Linked DNA regions of Mus musculus: all the other regions are linked to region 1. The links are chromatin contacts, called in public HiChIP or PLAC-seq and promoter capture Hi-C maps. All regions are on one chromosome and are shown on one strand. The core of a region is the stretch at or near the end of the contact, and the rest is flanking DNA. Distances in the headings are between cores, read along the strand shown. Region 1 holds the start of Csk (c-src tyrosine kinase). Region 2 overlaps Ppcdc (phosphopantothenoylcysteine decarboxylase). Region 3 holds the start of Scamp5 (secretory carrier membrane protein 5). Region 4 holds the start of Rpp25 (ribonuclease P/MRP 25 subunit).

What was found. HiChIP or PLAC-seq counts read pairs in DNA pulled down with a chosen protein or histone mark. Capture Hi-C pulls out chosen DNA fragments and counts their contacts.
Region 2: a contact with region 1 is called in an HNF4G HiChIP or PLAC-seq map of pancreatic cancer cells. The contact joins the enhancer-like site here to the promoter of Csk in region 1. A contact is called at or near these places in 2 of 39 promoter capture datasets (the C10 cell line and pre-B cells), 2 of 484 Hi-C or Micro-C datasets (granulocyte-monocyte progenitors and spermatogonial stem cells), 5 of 115 datasets of contacts at active chromatin or transcription factors (T-cell acute lymphoblastic leukemia, embryonic stem cells and pancreatic cancer cells) and 1 of 9 other capture datasets (adipose tissue).
Region 3: a promoter capture Hi-C map of adipose tissue shows a contact between it and region 1. The contact joins the promoter of Scamp5 here to the promoter of Csk in region 1. A contact is called at or near these places in 7 of 39 promoter capture datasets (embryonic stem cells, hippocampal neurons, liver and 1 more), 29 of 484 Hi-C or Micro-C datasets (the C2C12 cell line, the G1E-ER4 cell line, the HL-1 cell line and 7 more), 12 of 115 datasets of contacts at active chromatin or transcription factors (T-cell acute lymphoblastic leukemia, embryonic hindbrain, embryonic stem cells and 1 more) and 3 of 9 other capture datasets (adipose tissue, embryonic stem cells and pancreatic islet).
Region 4: a contact with region 1 is called in an H3K4me3 HiChIP or PLAC-seq map of embryonic stem cells, with 35 read pairs. The contact joins the promoter of Rpp25 here to the promoter of Csk in region 1. A contact is called at or near these places in 6 of 39 promoter capture datasets (the SN4741 cell line, embryonic stem cells, neural stem cells and 1 more), 17 of 115 datasets of contacts at active chromatin or transcription factors (the HPC-7 cell line, craniofacial prominence, embryonic forebrain and 9 more) and 4 of 9 other capture datasets (adipose tissue, liver, macrophages and 1 more).

The regions. Positions count from the first base shown.
Region 1 is chr9:57,643,455-57,648,700 of GRCm38.p6, forward strand. Csk (c-src tyrosine kinase) reads right to left here and starts at 2,199. Exons shown (of 13, transcript NM_007783.3): 1 at 1,541-2,199.
Region 2 is chr9:57,414,298-57,419,543 of GRCm38.p6, forward strand. Ppcdc (phosphopantothenoylcysteine decarboxylase) reads right to left here. Exons shown (of 7, transcript NM_176831.5): 6 at 789-957; 7 at 1-429. The coding sequence ends at 344. Among named protein-coding and RNA genes, the nearest start is that of Ppcdc, 23 kb to the right of the region's middle. Within about 2 kb of position 3,199, at least 30 of the 459 cell types and tissues checked have an H3K27ac peak or open chromatin away from gene starts, as enhancers often do. A contact at or near this core is called in granulocyte-monocyte progenitors and pancreatic cancer cells, where this site is marked.
Region 3 is chr9:57,465,094-57,470,339 of GRCm38.p6, forward strand. Scamp5 (secretory carrier membrane protein 5) reads right to left here and starts at 2,967. Exons shown (of 7, transcript NM_020270.3): 1 at 2,840-2,967.
Region 4 is chr9:57,501,200-57,506,445 of GRCm38.p6, forward strand. Rpp25 (ribonuclease P/MRP 25 subunit) reads left to right here and starts at 2,903. Exons shown (of 1, transcript NM_133982.1): 1 at 2,903-4,248. The coding sequence starts at 3,038. The coding sequence ends at 3,637.

The DNA of each region.
Region 1 (5,246 bases), core at 949-3,448:
TGTGACTGTATACCCCACCCCCACCCCAGTGCTTCTTAGAGCAATGGGTAAAACCTTAACCAAGGGCAAGGGCCTGAGCAAGACAAAACAGCCTGTGGCTCACGGGGGCCTAGGCAGAGCTCAGCATCCTGAGGGGTCTAGAAGATCCTGCTGCTCTGCCAACCTTAGTGCCTCTGGCCTGATCCTGCTGTGGCCATTACCGAGACACTACGACATCTAGGGTCCAGGGAGACAGAAACAAGCCCCAAGTGTCAACATTCCCCCATACTGACACTTTCAGTCCAAGGTTGTCTGCCACTCTGCCTACGCTGACCCCATTCAGGTTCTGACTGAGCCATCTGGTAAATGTGGGAAAGGCAGGGTCAGAACTAACTACCAGGCTGTTTCAAAGCTGCCCAGAACCAGGCTTCTGCACACCTAACCACACCACACCACACAGATGGCCCACACGATTAGGACCCAGTCCCACGCACTGAGAGGAAGTCTTATAAGCAATGCATACGATATCTCGGCCTGTAAGAAGACAGCACTGAGGCCGGAAGCCCTTTCCCTCTTCTCTAGCCCTCTGCAAGGGAACACGTGCTCGCTCACCCCACAAGGTCCCTCTTGGGTCAGGCTGGAGACTGCCAGTGTCCCTGGTAGTTACAGAGTGGGTCTGGTTCCCCTCCACCTCCAGCCATCCATCATTGCAGAAGTGGGAATGAGAGACAGCTAGCCTCCCTCCATCAGGAGCCTGGAATATGACCTGCCCCTTGGGCCTCAGTTCCCTGCTATACAAAATGATCAAAAAAAAAAAAAAAAAACTCCTACTTAAGCTCCAAAGATCCAGTGACTGGACACACCCCTTCCAAATAACTGGTCTGGGTCCTGAGAAGCCTGGGAAAATAGACTGATGAGGATGCTGGGGGTGGGGGTGGGGGGAACGGGGTACAGTACCAATGCCCAGTGTCACCTCTACGCAGACTGGAAGCCCTGCCCAGTTTCTCCACCCAAGGGTCAGAGGTCCCTTGCTTTAAGCCTGATCCTCTGGCAGGTCAAGGGTGACAGGCTTAGTTCAAGGACCCGGCCTTCTATCAGGCACAAAGGGAGGTGGCATGGCCCTGGGCTGCTTGGAGCCAATAGAACCTCTGTGCAACGACTGAAGTAGAGTTCAGAACCAGACAAGCCAGGATACCTTCAGGGAAGCCCTGAACGGGAAAGGGCAAACGCCCGGGAGTCCGGCCCATACCACTTCTCTTCCTCCGGGGTCCAGCCACTTCCCACTCTGCTCTCCTCACGGGAGTTGGGGGGTGGGAAGGTAGGACTCTGCAGACCTAAGCCAATTCTCTCGTGGTGCTGGGTAGTACTACCTCCCTTGTGGCTCATTCCCAGTAGTGTTCTGACAGTGATTCCCGGGAGAATTCGAACCCGTTTGGGAGGTGGGGGGTTGGGGGGATGGGTGTGGGCGCGGCGGTGGTGGCTACAGAGGCGGGACGAGCGACCTCCTCCCTTCTAGGGGGCATTAGGACACCCACCTCCTTTGGGGCTGCCCAGCACTCACCTCTCTGGGGGCACTGCGGTCCAGGCCTCCTCACCGAGGGCGGCATCAGTGGCCTGCAGGACAGTCCATGCGGCCAAGGGGGAGGGGAGGGGCACAGGGGTCCCCAGGGGGTGCGGTACAAAGAGGTGTATGGATGCGAAAAGAGAGGGAAGGGGAGCCAGACAGGCAGGGGGACTGCCGCGCAGCCCCAGGCGGGGAGGGAAGAAAGGCGGGGGAAGGGGGCGGGAGGGAGTCCGGGGGGGAGGAAACAATGTAGCCGGCGCGGCCCCGGCAGAGTTCCGCTTCCGAACGCGGCCACGGAGGTTCGGTTTGGGGACGTCGCGCCGCCGCCGGGGGGCCGCCCCGGGCGTTCGATCGCCGCTCGCAGGGCTTGCCTAAGCCCCACACCCCGGAGGCTGGGCGGCCAGAGGCTGGCCAGGCGGGAGGGACGGCTGGCCCGGGGACGGCCCCGACGGCGGCGCGGCCCGGGTTGGCCCTGCTCGGACCCCACCCCGGTGGGATTCCCCGGGGCAGGGCGCAGGGTGGCGCGGAAGCGCAAGGAAGGCAGCAGGCTCAGCGGCGGCGGCCAACCTCAGCTCGCCCGGGCTCCGATGGGAGGAAGCTCGCAGGCCTGGTGAGAGGAAGCGCGGCCCGGATCCTCCGCCCGCTGCGGCGCGCCTGCGCGAGGGGGCCTGCCGGGCGAGCAGCGGGGCGTGGGTCGGCGCCCTCTGCTGGACCTTGGAGGAAATGCGGGGGGTGTGTCCGCGTCTACGCCCTGCCCCCACTTGCTGGCCTTCGCGAAGGCTCCCGAAGGTCCTTTCAGAGGGCCACCAGCATGCTAGAGCCAACCTCTCAGCTTCCTCTAGGCGAAGCTTCCTTGCTAGAGTGGAGGTTAGGCCTAGACTCTTCTGGGACAGTAAGCATGCATTTACACGGCCCCTGCTCTGTAGTCTACCACCGTCTCTGCTTCCTCCTCCTCCTTCTCCTCCTCTTCCCCCCCCCCCCCCCCCCAGCGAAGTTTTCTTTCTATAGTGGAGGCTAGGCCTAGACTCTTCTGGGACAGTAAGCATGCATTTACACAGCCCCTGCTCTGTAGTCTACCACCGTCCTTCTCCTTCCTTCTCCTCCACCTCCTTTCTCCTCTCTCCTCCTCCTCTTCTTCCTTCTCTTCCTCTTCTTCCTTCTCCTCCTTTGTAGTTTTTTTGTTATCTTTTGTTTTTCTGAGACAGGGTCTCACTATGTAGCTCTGGAACTTGCTCTGTAGACCAGGCTGGCCTCGAACTCATAAAGATCTGCCTGCTTCTTCCTCCCAAGTGCTAGAATTAAAGAGTGCATTTCCGGGCGGTGGTGGCCCACGCCTTTAATCCCAGCACTCAGGAGGCAGAGGCAGGTGGATTTCTGAATTTGAGGCCAGCCTGGTCTACAAAGTGAGTTCCAGGACAGCCAGGGCTACACAGAGAAACCCTGTCTCGAAAAACAAAACAAAACATAAAACAAACAAACAAAAAGAGTGTGCATCACCACTACCCGGCCGGAGTCCACTTCTTAAAACCTCTATATCTGCCAAATTCTCATGAGGGGTTGTTGCAAAAATATTGTCACAAAGAACAAATTGATAAACAATGAAAAAAAAAAAAAAGGTACAAGGTCCACAAGAAACAGGAAAGAAGGGAACATGGGTTGATTTTCTAGATCTGGGAACACAGCAGGGAGACCTGACTTACTTCGTGTGTAGGGGAAAGCAGAAAGAGATGCGGTCAGTCCTGCAAGCTACAGGGCCAAAGAACCACAGAGCTTCTTGGAACTCTTCCGGGCTTTATTTTCAGCTGAGATGCAATAGGGAAGTTGTCACTGGCTGTGTAACAACGTCGGACCAGTTAGCTAATCTCTGTCTGTCCTTTTCCACTGTGGTTTGGTAAAGTGAGCAAGAGCGGTACCACCAACTTTGTAAGGTTTTGTGGAGAGGAAATGAGTTAATAGGTTTGAAGTGCTCGGTGCGCAAGTGGCACGTGGTGAGTCCTCAATTAAACACGGGCTGTTATTATGCACCATTGTTAATGAGGAGTCCGGGATCCTCCCGGAGCAATTTGCTCTCAGCTACAGGAGCAAGCAGTGCTCCTGTATGGGAGGGCCACAGAATGGAAGCACAGTGGCTAGAGAGAAGCCAGAAAGTCCGTTGGAGGTGCTAGGTGTAGGAGCACTTTCTAAGGACCAGGACTGAAAGAGGGTACTAGTTTAGGAGCAGGGGATGGGGGTGAGGGAGTGGGAGGGGGATCTTCAGATGGGAGAGGAGACGCTGCTGGCAAAGACTTGGAATGCAATGTAAAGTGGTACTGACTGAGGGGAAGAAAGGGGCTCTGTGAGAAGCAAGGTTGCAGATTGCAAATAACTTAAAATGTTAGAAGCAGGAGTTGGATATGCTCAACTCCCACCCCAGACGACAGGTTGGTCTTCTCACCCAGCATGCCTAGTACCAGTTTGCTTACAGGGAACTGGTTCTTTAGGGACACCTTTGGTGGAGGCACCTAGAAGATCTCAGAGTTAGGTGTGACACAGAGGGGGGGGGGGAAACAGATATTTGGGGACCGAATCTCAAGGTTAAATCTCAAGAGCTGTGTGGCTTTGAACTAGTTACCTAAGGTCTCTGAGCTGTTTCCTCTTTGGTGAGATCAGGCTGAGAGCATGCCTCTTTCATGAGAGATGGTGCAGATTCAGCAAGATAACAGGCCTGGAGTGATGGTGCATGTGTGTGTGTGTGTGTGTGTGTGTGTGTGTGTGTGTGTGTGAGAGAGAGAGAGAGAGAGAGAGTGAGAGAGAGAGAGAGAGAGAGAGAGAGAGAGAGAGAGTGTGTGTGTGTGTGTGTGTGTGTATCAGACTTCACTTTCTTTCCTTTGAGGTCAAGATGGAATGATAACATGGCCCCAGTTGGGGATGCTGCTGCTGCTCAGCCTGAAGGAAAGGGCTTCAGCGGGCTGCAAAGCCTTCTGGGAGGGAGAGACTGACATCACCTCCACTCTGTCTGATAAAAGGGGGCTGAGTGGTGGGGAGGCTGTGGAGACTTGGGGGGCGGAATACCTGAGTAAATATGCTATGTTTTGCTCCAGCTTTATCACCAATACATCTTCTGTTACCCACAAACACTACCCCCTTAGTGTGCTGGGGCCCAGAATGTGAACTTTGGAATCAAATAAACCTGTATTTGAATTCTGACTCCACCTCTTCTCAGCAAAGTGAGAGAGAGAGAGAGAGAGAGAGAGAGAGAGAGAGAGAGAGAGAGAGAGAGAAAGAGAGAGAGGATAACCTTTTTTGAATTCTGGGCATTGGGAATTAAAGCCTGAATTGGGTATTGTAAGGAGCAGCTAACATGCAAGTTTATCATTCATGAACTCATTCCCTCTCAAAAAATATGGAACCTGGCTGAGACCGGCAGGCATGCTGGAGATGAGTGGAGGGACTGAGGAGGACACCACGGGTCTTGTCCAAAGCAGAACAGAGAAAACCAGTCTGACCAGCCACGGCTTATGAAGGCTAGGAACACCCAGTGGACAGAACCAAAAAGTCAGCTTCTGGACTCACGAAAGGGCCATTCAAGAATGCAGCTTTGACAGAGAAACCCTGTCTCAGGGGGGAAAATGCAACTTTGGCTAAGCTGAGCCTGAATTGCCTGTAATATATAAATATGTCGGGACAGCATTTGAGACTTACACTCCCGGACTGGGCTTCTGGT
Region 2 (5,246 bases), core at 1,949-4,448, 230 kb before region 1:
CCAGCTTCATCCATGGTGTGTCTAAAAGCAATTCCCAGGCAGGAGGTCCCTCAGTCATTCAATTACCCTTCCAGTAGCAGCGTGCTTGCCTAGTCTATTTGGGCTATCCCAGAAAGAAATGGGAGGGCCTCCAGGAAGCAGGCATCTCTTGGTTGAAAGAAGGTAGGACCTGGGTCTGTGGTTCCGTGTAGCTTGAAGAGGGTTAGACTGAAGGGAAATCCCAAGAAGGTTCAGGCTAGCCCCTCGTCAACCAGCACAAGCGCTTCATACTGTGCTGATATCCTTCTTCAACAGCTCAGGCTGAACTCACTGGGTGCAGGGGCATCACGGCAGAAATCCCAGGTCAACTCTGCTGGATGCTACCATGCTGGGAGAGCACGGCCTGCACCTTAGCCACAATGGTCTCCACTTCAGCCATGGCTCCTAGACCTGGAAGCAAAGTTTACCGTGACTAAGAGGCACCAGACGAGCTGACCTGGCCTGTGGCTACCACGCAGATCTCCCTTGTGTACTCTGCCCACATCCTAAGGCTGAGAAGCACAAGTCCAGCTCTGCCTGAGCTACCATATCTATCCCTTCCAAAACAGCCCAGGACAGGCCCGGGAGTCCCTCCATTAACAGTGTTCTATTGCCAGGGGCTCCACCAGACACTTCACACATACTGTCTCGCTTCAGCCTAGCAAGCCTAAGAGACAAGGATTCATTTCTAGATGAGAGAGCTGAGCTCAGAAAACAGCTCTGTCTAAGGTCACAATGGGCCAGAGACCCACTGCACCACAGAAGCCTACCTTGGTCTCCACACACCAGCTTCTTGCTCACACAGGGAATCTCCACGTAGCCAAAGGCCTTGAGCTGGGCTACCTGCTGTGCGGTGAGAGGATGCTCCCACATGGCAGTGTTCATGGCGGGGCAGAAGAGTAGGGGCTTGTTTAGGTCCCAGGCCCGGATGACACAGGTCTATAAAGAAGGGGAGTGGGGGGAGATGCTGATGCTCTGCCTACTAACCCTTCTCGGTCCTCCCAAATCCTCCCTACTGTCCTTGCCATGGTCAGCAGAGCAGCTGTTGCCTAGGGATGACGGGGTATCACCCATCTACAGAGATCTGTTCTTGCATCCTTGGGAGGGAGGGCTGTCTCTTCATCCCTCATCATTTCCACTCAGGCTCTGGCTTGGTCCTAGACACAGGAGATACCCAATCAGCACCCACAGTGACCCAGATACCTCCAACAGACCTCCATCCTGTATACAATGACCCTGCCCAACAGCCTAAGTCTCCACACAGGCTCACAACTGAAGGACAGAGAAGCAATCCCAGGGGGACAGGAGGCCAGCTTCACTATTCACTGGAAAGCTAGGAACCAGACTGTTCACGCTCTACTCAGCAACAGTTCTACTTCTGGGTAGCAACAGTTCTACAACTAAACTCTGAGAATGAAAACATCCAGCACACTGTACCCTTCGTCATCCATTATCTCAAGAACCCTTACTGTAGCCCTATAAGGAAGGTATTGTCCCTTGTTCAGAGATGGGCAAGCTGCAGCTCCCTGAGAGATAAACAGTTGTCCAAGGTCACACAGATACAAACAGCGACCTATACAGCCATCCTTTTGACTGGGCAGCCTCACCATCTCCCAAAGCCAGACCATACCACCAGGTCACACACCAGAGCAGACCAGTTCAGACCTTCCCTCCCTGATTATTTCCAACTCAGAGTCTTGAGATTTTGAATTCTGAAGTCATGCAAGCTTGATATCAAACCATGGTTGAATGCTAGGTATGGTGACATGCGCCTGTAATATCAGCCCTCTGGAGCCTGAGACAAGAGAATCTCAAGTTCAGGGTCAGACTGGAATACATACCAGGACCCTGTCATTTTTATTTTATTTTATGAAAAATCTTGGGGCTGGCGAGATGGCTCAGCTGGTAAGAGCACTGACTGCTCTTCCAAAGGTCCGGAGTTCAATTCCCATCAACCACACAGTGGCTCACAACCACCCATAATGAGATCTGACGCCCTCTTCTGGTGCGACTGAAGTCAGCTACAGTGTACTTATCTATAATAATAAAGAAATCTTTGGGCTGGAGCGAGCAGGGACCGAGCCTGCCAAGGAACTACCCAAGCCAAGAAGGGCCAACCGGAGCAGGGTAGCCCAGAGTGAGCAGAGGTCCTAAAAATTCAATCCCAACAATCACACGAAGGCTCACAACCATCTGTACAGCTAGCTATAGTGTACCCACATACAATAAAACAAACAAATAAATGAAAATCATTTTAAAAAGAAAGGAAAAAGTTGGGCACTGTAGCATACTCCTTTGATCCTAGCCCTAGGGAGGCAGAGGCATACACAGCTCTCCCAGTTTGAAGCCAGCCTGGTTTACATAGCAACTTCTAGGCCACCAAAGGCTACATAGATCCTGTTTCAAAATAAAATAAAATAATTTTTTAATTAAAAAGACTGTGAATGTTTTTAATGGTGGTGTGGTATAGTAGTAGTTTTTTGAGGCACAATCTCACGTAGCCCAGGTTGGCCTCTGAACTGACAATGTGACAGAAGACCTTCTACTCTTGGTCCCCTGCTTTCCTAAGAGCTGATGTCAGCGGTGGGTACCCCCAGGTCCCAGCAAAAATGCAAAAGCTTTCAACATTCTCAGCTGAGAGCCTGGTACTAAGTACGGGTCCCACAGCTAGGGTTCCTGCATTACCCCAGGCCCAGGCTTGGGAGGCCACAGACTGCTCCTGAAGAAACGGGTTTCCTGTGCTCTGACTTCAGCAGCCACCTCCTCCTGAGAGCTCCCGGGGATACAGCAACTATGACACCCCTGCTCAGAAAGAGTCCCGAGTCCCGAGTGCCCCTGCCCCCTCCTGGGACAGCAAACAGTCTGGAATCTGGTTGCTTGCCTCGTCCCAGGCATCAACATTGGTCTCCCACCAGCTCCTCTCAAGAAGACAAGCTGGCTGTGGGTGGACACCTTCAGTCACATTTCTTCTTGGCTCTGTGCTACCTGCTGCTTTGACAGAGTCATAAGCAAACCTAGAAAGGACCCTTGATGAGTGGTGTAGGAACGGGGTGGGGCTGGGCTCTAAGAACCCTCAAAACAGAGCATGCTGACCACAGCAAACTCCAACCTGTCTGCCCTCGGCAGGGCTACTTCCCAACTGTCTGACTCGCAGCTCAGTGTTTCCTGGACAAACCACAGCTCCTCTGAAGCAACTAGCAGTAGGAAGGGAAGAGGACACTGCCGCTCCAGCCAAGTGGCTGGCAGCATGCTGGGTGCCTCAGCCTTGGCCCTGGGAATCTGCTCAGGCATGGCAGACGGCTGGATCCCAGTCCAGAGACTAGCGTCAGACTGGCAACCTGGGGCATCGACTCCTCTTTCTGGACCTGACAACTTAGCACAGAAGCCAGGCCAGAACAGACGGAGACAGCCATCCCCAGGCATAGGGCCTGGAGAGCAGGACTGAGAACATCTAGCAGGCTCCTCTCCAGCATCCTTCCAATGCTGGAGACAACTGCCTGCAAAGAGGGAGCAGGCTGAGCATCCTTCAGGTCTCTAAGAAGATACTGAGGAGGAGGTGGCCACACCACCTAGAGTGCCAACAGCTCAAACCGTAACACCAGGGATTGTGTCAGACATCTGTCTTCAAGGGAAACTGAGGCAAATGCTTAGTTTGGGGAACATGTTCCACTGTCCAGCCAATTCTGAAGAAGAAAACCTCAAAAACAGAGGTGTAGCAAGCAGCCTGGAAGAAAAAAAAGCCAGGCCCTCAGGCCATGCCTGCAATCCCACCTGGGGAAGGAAGAGAGAGGGGATCAGGATTTCCAGGCCAGTTGGTCTACATGACATTATATTTGTTTTACATGTCTTGACCACATATATGTCTGTGTATCACAAGTGTGCCTGGTGCCCACCAAGGCCAAAAGAAGATGCCAGATCTCGAGACTGATGTTACAGACAGTTGTGAACCTCCACGTGGGTACTAGGAATCAAACCCCAGTCCTCTGAAAGAGCACCCAGTGCTCTTAACCTCTGAGCCATCTCTCCAACTCAGCTCAAGACTGTTTCTAATGGGGGAGGAGCAGCGCATATAACAGCAATAACAATAACATCAACAACAAGGGGGGTGGCCTGCATCTTCAGAGGGAAGGAGGAAGCCTAAGAAAGTGGCTGGGGTTCAGCTCTGAGGTTGGAGTGTTTTATCACATCAGCTGCTGCTAACCTCCCAATGGGAGCGCAGCAGGGTGCACGGCTGAGTACCCCCTCTCCAGTTTCTACTAGGCAGTGACAACCATGCTATACCCAGCTCTGCTTCCCTGTCCTTCCCAGTCTGCTCCTGGCCACAGCATCAGGGAGGGTGTTCCTCCCATCCTATATTCTTAGTCTAACAATGCTTGGGTCACCAGCAGCTTCCCAGAAGAGCGCCTCATAAGCAAATAAGGATACTAGTGTCCGCCTTTCTTTTACACACCATCCTGGGAAATGAGTGAGCCTGGGGTTTCCCACTCACTACACAAGCACTCTGCCACAAGCACTCTGCTCCAGCCCTCTTTACTTTCTTTAGAGATTCATTCTGTAGCCCACCAGGCCTTGAGATTTTGATCCTCCTGCCTCAGCCTCTCAAGTTGCCAGGATTACAGGCTTATGCCACAGGGCCCAGATGAAGGGCCCCCATCATATGTGATATCCTAAAGTTCTTGATGCATCTTCAATATTTATTTCTTCAGCATTTTCAACTCTAAAACTGAGCTGAGTAACACACACCAGTAATGCCAGCATTCAGAAGGCAGAGGCAGGAGGACTGCCAAAAGTCTGACACAAGCCTACACACAAGCACACACAAACACAAACATAAATTCAAAAACAAAAAATATTTATGAGAGAGAATTACTTCCTACCACATACAAGCAGTATTATTAAAGGTCTACTTAGTGCCTAGCACCAAGCAGGCTCCAAAGACTAATGGGCTCACCTGAGCCTACAGTGCTCAGCATGGAAATTTCCCCTGTCTGCATGGTGATCACAACCCTCTCTCCAGAGCCAGCACTCCCCGTGTCCCCAGTAGAAGTCTCCAGAACATGAGAGGTGAAAGGTCAAGAAACAGAGGGAGAGGTGACCAAAGACCTTCCCAGGATTATCACAGAAACGAAGACAGATGCTCTTGAAGGGAGCAGCTCCCAGGAGGTCTCAGAGGCCTAAGCCAATCTGGCAATCACTTCTCACCCAGTTTTCCCCTCTCGTTCTCCCCA
Region 3 (5,246 bases), core at 1,717-4,216, 180 kb before region 1:
CTGAAACTCACTATTTAGCCCAAACTGGCCTTGAAATCTCAGCAATCCCACCTTAGCCTCCCAGCTGCTGAGTATGGGCACTCACCATCACACCTGATCCAACAGAACCTGAGTGAAGGTTGTTTACGAAACCTAGACTGTAACTCAATCAATTCCTTAGTGTGACTGGTCCTGCAATCGTGAAAATGAAAGTCGGTGGTCAATGAAAGGAGGGCAAGCCTGGCCCAGGTCCGGCCAGGGGCCTGACACTAGTTCCAAGTGTTCTCAGCTTGCCAACAAGAGCCCCTCATCTCTGGCACAGAAGTGATCATTCTTCTGTTTGCCTACTGGCTAAGACAGACGTTTCTACTTCCTGCTTGACCTCTGACCCTCTTCTCCTGATCTCAATCCCATCTGCAGTCCTGAAGCCCAACGCTATGAATCACCCTCAAAAACCAGCACTCTCCTGGGCGTGCTATCATCGTGCTGCTGCTAACGCTGTGGTGCCCTCCTGCAGGCACAGATCCTGCACCTGGCATTTTGAAGCTTTATGCCAATCATATACAAATCCCTCCTCCCCGCTACCCTCTTTCTTTACCACAGGCTGAAATTTCTATACATAACAACATTTTAGAGAATACCATGTCTAGTCACCCCCAGTGACCCCAAACCAGCAGCCTATCACCTTCCTTAACCCTATCACTTCCCACACCTCCTCTGGGACCCTTCCCAAACATCACTGTTCTGCATCCTACCACATAAATTCTAAAGCAGTCACTGGTGCTTATCTCACCCATCCAGTCTCGTCTTCCATCCCTCACAGATGGAAGCTGTTTTAATACAGAGCTTTGCTCAGTAGCCCAGGCTGATCTTAAATGCCCAGTAATCCTCCTGCCTCAGCCTTCTAACTGCTAGGATTACAAGCATGTGCCTTCCTACTGGACACCACACAATCTGGAGGCTGAACCCAGATGTTAACTTGTTCTGTTTCTTAGTATGAAGTCAGGGGACAGGCCCTGCAGTAGGAAAAATCAGGTCCATGGTGGAGAGAAGATTTCAGATCAGGCAGACTGAGCCCCACACTGAGCATACCCACCCCATGTTTAAGACTTAAAGCTTGGATATCCTCCCCAGGAAGACGGGTGCCTTCCCCTAAAGAGGCAAAGGCCAGCACTTCTGTTGAGCCAGCTGTATCACTTCCTTCAGGAACGCTTCAGACCCCAAACTGACAGCAAGGCAGGAAGTGTATCGTGGAGAGGAGGCCTGACAGGCAGAGAGGAAGAGGGAAAAGGGAGAACTCAGAGGGTTCTCTTAAACAGAACAAGACACTTCCTCAAGGGAGGTCACTACTTAGTCCACTTATTTTGTCCCTAGAGAAAGTGTTAGCAGAAAGATACCCAGAGAGGGGTATCAACTTGTTCAGCAGTGACCAGCCAAAGAGGGGGCTAAAGAGACAACCACACTGGAGAGATGGCTCAGTGATTAAGAGCCCTGACTGCACTTCCAGAAGACCAAACTTTCCCCAGTACCCACATGGCAACTTACAACCATTTGTAACTCCATGGGCTCCAACGCTGGGTCGGAGGACACTGCACACAATGGTGCACATACAAGCAGGCAAAACACCCATATATATGTATATGTAGATTACAATTTAAAAACATAAAGGAAAGAAAAATAGAAATGGCCACAAGTCCCAGGACTCCTAATCCCCTCTACTAACACTCCATTTTCGATGGCCCATCCCTGCCACGGTTCTCTCTCAGCAATGGAGAGCTGGTCCTATCTCTCCAAGTTCCCACAGACGCTAAACTAGCAACCCCAAGCAAAATCTCTCTGCCAACCGTGGCCCTGCCAGAATCATCTCCCTCTTTCACAGTCCTGATGGAGAAGACATAATGGGTAACGCACGGGTTGCACATTTCTCTAGACCATCCCTCCCACACACACCACAGACAGGCTGGGGTGGAGCAGCAGTGCTTCATGCCCACCTCTGAACTTTGTCCATTACCACACTGAGATGCCCTCTCTCGCCTCTGCCTCCTTCCAAATCCCACCTCCAGAAAGTCTCCTCCTGACAGCTGCTGCCTCTTGTCTCTGTCTCCAGCCCTGGCCTTTGCTGATCTCCTCAAGTCGGCCTTTAACAACCAATTATCAGTCCTAGTCTTACTTGACTCCCCCAGACTCCAGATCAGGAGAACCTCAAGGCAAGGACGGGGATTGGTTCTTACACATCTCCCCTCCTTCCTCGTGACTGACTGGTGCTAATGCTGGATGCGCTACATCCAGCACCCCCATCCCACTCCCCAAAGCCCTGGTGGTATCCGGGCCCTAGGCAGTGCACCCATCCCCCTCCTCCAAAAACCAGGCTGCTCAGACCCGCGGTACAAAGGTCGGCCTTCCAGGGATGAGTACAACTTGGGTCCACCTGCAGGTGCCTTTTGTGATACCACGGTCACTAGATTCCAGACGTTCCCATCCCCGGCCGCATGCGCCATCCCAAAAGGAGGAGGCCGGCTTCCAGGGAATGCCAGGTGGAACTCGGGGTTTGTGGGGTGGAGGGCCCAAAGCCCAGGCTCCATCCAAGGGCCTGACGTCACCCAAATCCCGGGCTCCCTCTGCGGGGACAGAGGAAAGAGGAAACAGGAATGGGGAGGAGGATTTAGGGGTGTACAAAGAGCGCTTACCACCCCAAGCAGGAAAGGTCACCTCGACTCCCCACCTCTCCAGAAGCTCGACCTACCCCCTCAAATGAAGAGGGACTCTTTGAAGGCAGAAAATTGGAGCCGCTGACACCTCTCCAACCCAGCTCGTAGCTTCCCCGCAGTGCCCTCCTTGGGTCTCCAGGCCCAGGACTCACCAGCCCCGACCGCTCGGCTGCAGAAAGGTAGTCGCGCTGCGCCGCGCTGAGCTGCGCTGCACCGGGCGATCAGGCGCGGAGCGGGCCGCGAGCGGCTCCCGGATTGGGGGCGGGGAGCGTGCGCGCGCGTCCGAGGCGGGCCCGCGCGCTCCCGTGCCGCCCTGCCTGCTGCAACCACTCTCGCGAGACTCCCACACTGCTCGTAAGGCTATTCCACGAGCGCTCGCGAGAAGCAAGGCACCGGCGCCTCCGCACCTTGCAGGAGCTGTCCGTGGTGCTAAATATTCGGCCGTTCCTCGTCCAGGTGCTAGGTGGGCACCTTGGGGACAAGAGCACAGTGAGTGCATAGAAAGGAGAAACATACAGTAGTGCCAGCAACTAGTGCCTTAACTTCCACATCTGCAAAGTGGGAAGAATAACCCCCATACCAATCGCAGGGACCTGTGGGATGTACCGGGAAAGAGGAAGAGACAGCTTGATGAGGGGCTGGAGAAATGGCTCAGTGGTTAAGTGTACTTGTTGTGCTCTTACAAAGGGTTGGGGTTTGATTCCTAGCACCCATATGGTAGTACCATAACCCCAGTTCCGGGGATCCAAATCCAGAGTGCTTGTCTCTGTGAGTTCAAAGGCAGCTTAATCTTCATAAGTTCCAGGACAGTTGGAGCTACATAGTGAGATCTCAGAGACAGACAGAGAGAGACAGAGAGAGCACAGGTGTGTGGGTTGATTCACATCAATATTCCTAGCCCTTCCAAGACACAGGCAATGGGGTCAGTGCAAGTTCAAAGCCAGTTTATCTACACAGCAAGTGGGGAAGTACTGGACTACCAGGATACACATGAGCTACTGTCTCAAAAAGGAAGGGAAATAAGGAATAGAAGAATAAGGAATAGCTCTGAAAAAAAAAAGACAAGAAAGAAGAAGAAGGAAAGAGATAATAATGTACAGATGTTAACAGCAAGAATGAGAAGGGACCAAGGTAAATGCTTACAAGTGCAGAATTAGTGTAGCTCCGAGACTCCTTGGCGACATGGGGCTGGGGTAGGAAGACAAGCTGCCATTGTGAGTGGTGTTTACATAGTAAAACCCTGTGGGTCCTCCACAGCCAAGGCCATCCCCTGCCCTGCCAACCAATGGCTTCGATCCCTCACCCACACCACCCTGGGCCTGGAAGAGGGCTTCAGTGGGTGGGATACACTGCAGGGATTCTTTGCCCAGACTAAGGGCCCATTGTGTGGCTCTAGCCTGCTGGCACTGGGGCCTCACTCCCACAGCTGGCATGGGAAGGGAGGGAGAGGAGAAGAGCAGACAAGAACAAGTGCAGAAGAGACCAGAAGGAGGCTGAGCTGGCCGAACAGGAAGCAGCAGAAGCTACCAGACCAGCCAGAAGGAAGAGTCCCAGCCTTCAAACAGAGACCAGATTCTCTTTTATTTTCAATTTCTTTTTATTTTTTATGATTATTTTGATGTATAAAAATTATATATAATTTTTCATTGTTATATTTTGTGCGGGGTGTTTTGCCTACATACGTGTCTGTGCACCATATAACCTGCAGTGCCTGTGGAAGTTGGAAGAGCACATGGGACAATCGTCTAGGGACTGGAGATGGTTGTGTTCTGCCATCATTAGGGTCATGGGCATAAGACCCTGGTTCCTCTGGAAGAGTAGCCAGTCCTCTCAACCCACAGAGCCATCTCTCCAGCCCCTGGACTTCCAGGTTCAAATGATTGAGTATGTTAGGCAGGTAGCGAGCAAAAATAAAAGAACAAACAGCAAGTAGCAGATGTGGAGTAAACATCAGGACATCGGGCTGACAACATCTAGCAGAGGCCTGGGGTGGGGTCAGGGGACAGCCATGCTGTAGTTTCCCCCACTGACAGTATCTTTGTCAAAGAGGTCCAGGCTTCCTGTTCACACTGGAGGCAGATTTACACCACGGTAACATCTGGGGAAAGTGTATCTTCCAGCTGTGCACAAGAGCACAGTGTTTTTACTCTTGGGTTATTTTGCTCTACTCTCTGCCAGTCACAGAAGCAAGGCGCCAGCCTCCCCCCAGACAAAGGGCTTTGGTGGACACTTTATATAAGAATGCTTGGGTCACCGGGCAGTGGTGGCGCACGCCTTTAATCCCAGCACTCGGGAGGCAGAGGCAGGCGGATTTCTGAGTTCAAGGCCAGCCTGGTCTACAAAGTGAGTTCCAGGACAGCCAGGTCTACACAGAGAAACCCTGTCTTGAAAAACTACAAATAAATAAATAAATAATAAAAAAATAATAAAAAAGAATGCTTGGGTCAAGATTGCTAAGGGAAATCCCCCTACATCCAGTTTCTCAATAAAGGTTAACAGCACACGACAATCGATCAGTATGTTTTGTATTACATCACTACTGACTATCCCTGAAATAAA
Region 4 (5,246 bases), core at 1,653-4,152, 140 kb before region 1:
GCTGCTAAGGAAGACCTTGAACTTCTGATCCTCTCACCTCTCACCCCTCCTTTTGCAATCTTAAATTTTTATTTTAATCACAACATAAGAAAAGAAATAACAGCTACTGTGTCCCAGGAACTCAGGGGCACAGTGAGCAGGTTACTATAATTACCCTCCTTTTACAGGTGACAAACCAGGGCACAAGGGTTAAGTCAATTGTCCAAGGTCACAAGAAGCAGAAAGAGGCTAATGAAGCCTGGACTGCCGGGTCAGTACCTCAATTACACAGGCTCCTCCAAGACTTTACGCTTACTTAATTTCCTATCCGTATTCTGTTATCCTTGCCTTTAAAGAGAGCAACAAAATCTGAATGTGGCTACAGAGGTAACAGATGCCAGTGTGCCGTTTTCTTGTAAGTATTTAAAAATACATTTACATATGCAAACGTATCCGCAGGGTTTGGCGGGCAACCAGCTTTTTCAGCATACGTCCTGGTTGCCTTTCTAACCGTGATGTTGTGTGCAGCAAAGATAGTACCTTTGTTTACCCACTTTCCCCACGTTGGACCTTCTTCCTCCTCCCGCTGTCCTCTGTCCCCTTTTGGAAGGTTCCTACCTATCTCGCACGATTCCTCCTCTGGCCTTCTTCCCATCCTGGTATCGCTTCTCATATACCCTTCCTCTTCATCCTCCTCACTTAATCTCCTTCCTTCCAGCCTCCCGCCTTTCTCCCCTCTCTGACACCACGGCTTCTTCACGGTCCAACCGGTTTCTTCGGCTCACCGCCTCTCTGCCAGTTCTGGGCTTTCAGGCTGCCAGCATCGAGCTGTCCCCACATCCTTTTCCCCCATCACCTCCCCACTTGCACAGCCGGCAGGCGATGGAGAGAGCTGACAGCGTAATGAATGGCTTCAGCTGTAATTAGCGACCCCGCGGCTAATCACGATGTGCATTTACATTTTAAGTGCTGCTGAGGGAGCTGGAAAGGAAGCGATGCGCGGGCGGGGAACCGGGCCTTTTCTGCGTTCTCCCTCCACAGGAAAATAAAGTGAATGGGAGAGTCTCTGGCAGAGGGTAGTGGTACTGGGAGAGGGTGGCGGTGTCCTTGAGGGCCAACTTGGGTAGAGGCACAACCATTCACTCTTTTCAGAACAAACCTGCTGCCCCCAGATCTTCCAAATTGTAGTGTACGGCCTACATGATTTCCAAGTTGTTTAACCCAGGCTTGCATACTCCAGGGAACGCAGAGCTCTCTTCTTTTCCAACCAGCACATTCCTACATAGCTTCTAGTCTTTCTGGAACTTTTTCTCAGATCAATCCAAAACTGCCGACTTTAAGTCCACCACTTGCCTGAGTGCACTCAGTCGTGGGGTCTCCCCAAGGTTGGGACTCCAGAGCCTGCTTCTCCCTGTGAAATCTACAAGAATTAAGATTAGATCCAGGGCAGAGTCCCAGTTCGGGGCACACTCCTGGAGTGTGAGCAGGAGATTGGAGCCAGTCACTCACACTTGAGGTAAAAATAAAAAATAAAAAGTCCAGCTGCTGCAGCCACACTCCAAGAAGAGATGAGATATAAGCTCGTTGTTCTGAGCTGAGGGGCTGAGAATTGTCACAGATAGCAAAGAGGAAGAGGAGGGCCGGGCAGCTCTCCCCCTAGACTGATGCTGTGCTCATCCAAACACCATCTTGCTGATACTTTGAGAACACCGTTCCTTACAGTCCTCAGTGCGTCTTCCTTCCCGGTGCTTCCCACGTCTGTCTGATTCCCTCCCTGCCTTTCCATGGAAACGGGATTGAATATTGAGGGCGTGGCCCCAGGCCAGGGTCACTCCTTATTAAACAGTCTTGCTTTGATCAGACCTCATCTTTCTACTGCCCACCTCACCTCGCAGCAGAGCCCGAGCCTCTGCTCAGATTCAGTGGAGTTCCCAGAGTTTGCAAGTACCCGCCCCCACACACACACATTCCGCCAAGGCACTCCACCCTGCCTCCCACCTCTTAAAACCTGTCTTCTCTCAGTCTCCTTTTAACAAAAACAACCCTCTGGATTTCTAGAGGCCAAGGCTGACTGGCAAGGAATTCCACCTGGAATTGGAAGTCAGGAATCCGGCGTTAGCTCGGGCTGAGCCACGCTCATAAACATGTATGCAGCTCCAGTAAAGGACTTTCAGGCATGAATATAAGAATTTAACGCCTTGGAAGAAATGGTCTCCTGTTCCCCATTCACTTTAGGCTGGCCCAACGCATCACTTCCTGCATTTCAGAGGTGCATAGGTGCCGGGAGCCTGGAGGTATGATCAGGAGGAGCAAAGCTTAGTGTCTCTCTAAGCAGCTACGCAAGGACCAGGCCACGACGTAGCGGTCCCAGCCCAGGGAAGGCGCTGCGTGCAGCCGCAGCCAACGCCTCCCACTCTCTGCTGACCATGCACTGGCTGCCCTTGACGCAAAAATATAGTAAGAGAACGGGAGGGAGGTCCCTGGAGGGGTGGAGTAGCGAAGCCCCAAAAGGTGGTTTGGAGATCTCTTACCTAGGAGGGGTCTAGGGATGCCCTTGCGCTGGAACCCCGCAGGGCTCAGGGACCAGGCTTGAGTCGGCATTTGAACCTTAAGCATAGTATTTATTTAGGTTGTTCCTGCATAAGGTCTGGTTCAGGGAGAACAGATGGTGACTTCGGAGAACTTCACCTCCCAAATCACCCGTGGCTCTGTGACCCCAGCCGCTGAGCTCCAGCGCTGGATCCCAAAGGCTGGAGGGACTGGGACAAGTCACGCAGAGTTGGGGCGGGTCCTGGGCGAAGGGGCGGGTCCTATCTGGCTCCCAGGCGGAGCTTCTGCTAAAGGCGCGGAGCACAAGGTGCCGAGGGCGCAGAGTAGAACATCACTACCCTGTAGAAGTCTGGGCTGAAGACTGCACGTTCCCAGCCCACCCTCCAACCTTCACTCGGCGCCGGCACCCCAATCCCTGCCAGCTCTCGCCCGGCACGACCCGCGGCCATGCAGCCCCGGGCTTGAGGCGGCCCCATGGCAAAACCTGCGATCCCAGCGACGACGGCGCATGGAGAACTTCCGTAAGGTGCGCTCGGAGGAGGCGCCGGCGGGGGACGGTGATGAGGGTGGCAGCCCGAACTCTGGCCCTTTTGCAGATCTGGCACCCGGTGCTGTACACATGCGGGTCAAGGAGGGCAGCAAGATCCGCAACCTACTGGCCTTCGCCACCGCCAGCATGGCGCAGCCAGCCACGCGCGCCATCGTCTTCAGTGGCTGCGGCCGGGCCACCACCAAGACCGTCACGTGCGCCGAGATTCTCAAGCGCCGCCTGGCGGGCTTACACCAGGTCACGCGGCTGCGCTACCGGAGCGTGCGCGAGGTGTGGCAGAGCCTCCCGCCTGGGCCCACACCGGGTCAGACGCCCAGCGATCCGGCCGCCAGTCTCAGTGTACTTAAGAATGTACCGAGCCTCGCCATCCTACTTTCAAAGGACGCACTGGATCCACGACAACTTGGCTACCAGCCTCCGAACCTCAGTCCTGGTCCTTCGTCCCCTCCTACGGTGTCGACGTCCAAGAGGAGCCTGGGGGAATCTGCTGCTGAAGAAGGCACCGCTAAGCGGTCTCAGCCTGAGCCAGAGGCTGAGAATGAGGACAGGACCGCCTGAGAATTCTCGCCTCTGAGCCACCCAGACCGACTGAATCATATATCTTCAACACTCCTGCATACCTTTCAACACACGCACCTTTCATACCTGGGTTTTAAGGGGCCCATGTTCCTGGACACCGGTCCTCAGAATGACAGCGCGGATCCCAAGGCGACAGGAGAGAGCTCAGGAATGAGAAGAGAGGATCCTTGAAGTCCAAGGAAACTTTGTGGGACATGTTACCAGAAGCCACAGAACACCACCCACACCTTTGCTAGGCCGTCTTTTTTAGGGAAGCATGGTGGGTAGTGGGACTCTTGAGCTTTCTTGGGGACCCAGACGTTAAAAGCACCCAGTATGCATGGATGCTGACAGTTGAGGCTTTAAAAATCATCTTTGCTGTTAACTGAGAGCGGGAGCTACGGAGCTGATTACTTGAGGATGGCCAAGTTGAAAATGTCCGGACCCTATTCTGCACCCCCACACACACACACACCCTAGCAATTCCCTTTTAGCATCCCTCCCCCACCCGCCTTGCATGATGGCTGAGAGGGGACTTAGGACAAAATCTGCCATGCTTCCTCCCCGAGTCCTGCTGGAGTCTTGCTTCCAATAAAACAAACGTGAAAATGGCTCTGTCTTCAGTTTTGTTCTTTTTTTCTTTTTCCTTACCCACTCGCCTGTGCAGAGACCACTTTGGCATGCTTGCCTTCAACCCTATTAGCCTTTGGAGTCTTCAAGGTCAGACACAGAGACTGGGGCAGTGTCAAAATGTTGAAAGAGGGACTTGTGGTGGAGGGGGCCGGGGTCTGTGTCACTGTTGTATCACCACAAGGGAAAGGAAGCAGTTTTGCTACTTCTCTGGGAGGGGAAGGAGGGGGGAGCATTGATGAGCTGGAGGCGGCAGCCTGCCAAGGCCGGCAGACCATGCTAAGGTTCTAACCTTGCTCGCTCCTCGCAGTAGACATTCTTACCCAGAGGCAGGCACAAAGCCCCAAGAGTAGGAGCTCCCCTTCACTGCCCTCTCTCTGCAAAAGGACAGCACACCCTTGGGAGAGGGGGAGGAGAGAGACAGCACAAATCCACTGCTGGAAATTACTATTCAGCAGAGAAGCTTGGGCTGTGAATCACTGCGGGCTCCCTGATAAGCCGCTGCCTCCAGCCCTGCACAGCTGTGTGTGGAGAGATAACAGCCTCAGATGCCTCTCAGCCCAAGTCCAAGCCTGGAGGGGGCGGGGGTGTGCTGTGTGCTGGGGAGCTGTGCAGCGTACAGCTCAGAATCTTCAGAGCAGATGCTACCCCATGGAACCCAGCACCTCTGGAAAGGAGATGGGAGAGAATAAATTTGTAAGTCACTTTGCCTGTAGAACCTTGAAATAAATCCTACTGGCGAGGACGTGGGTTTCTGCAGCTGATGGAGGGCGCCTTGGGGAAGCCTCTTCTCTCTTCCCAGTATCTCTGCTTGTGTTTTGGATCACTGACTCTTGTCATCCAGACTGTCGATCATTGCCTTTCACCTCCCACCCCACCTTCCTGACTTAATTATTTATTTTTAGGAGAGGTCTTGCCATGTAGTGCAGGCTGGACAAGAACTGATCCTCCTGCCCTAGCCTCCCAAATGCTGCGATTA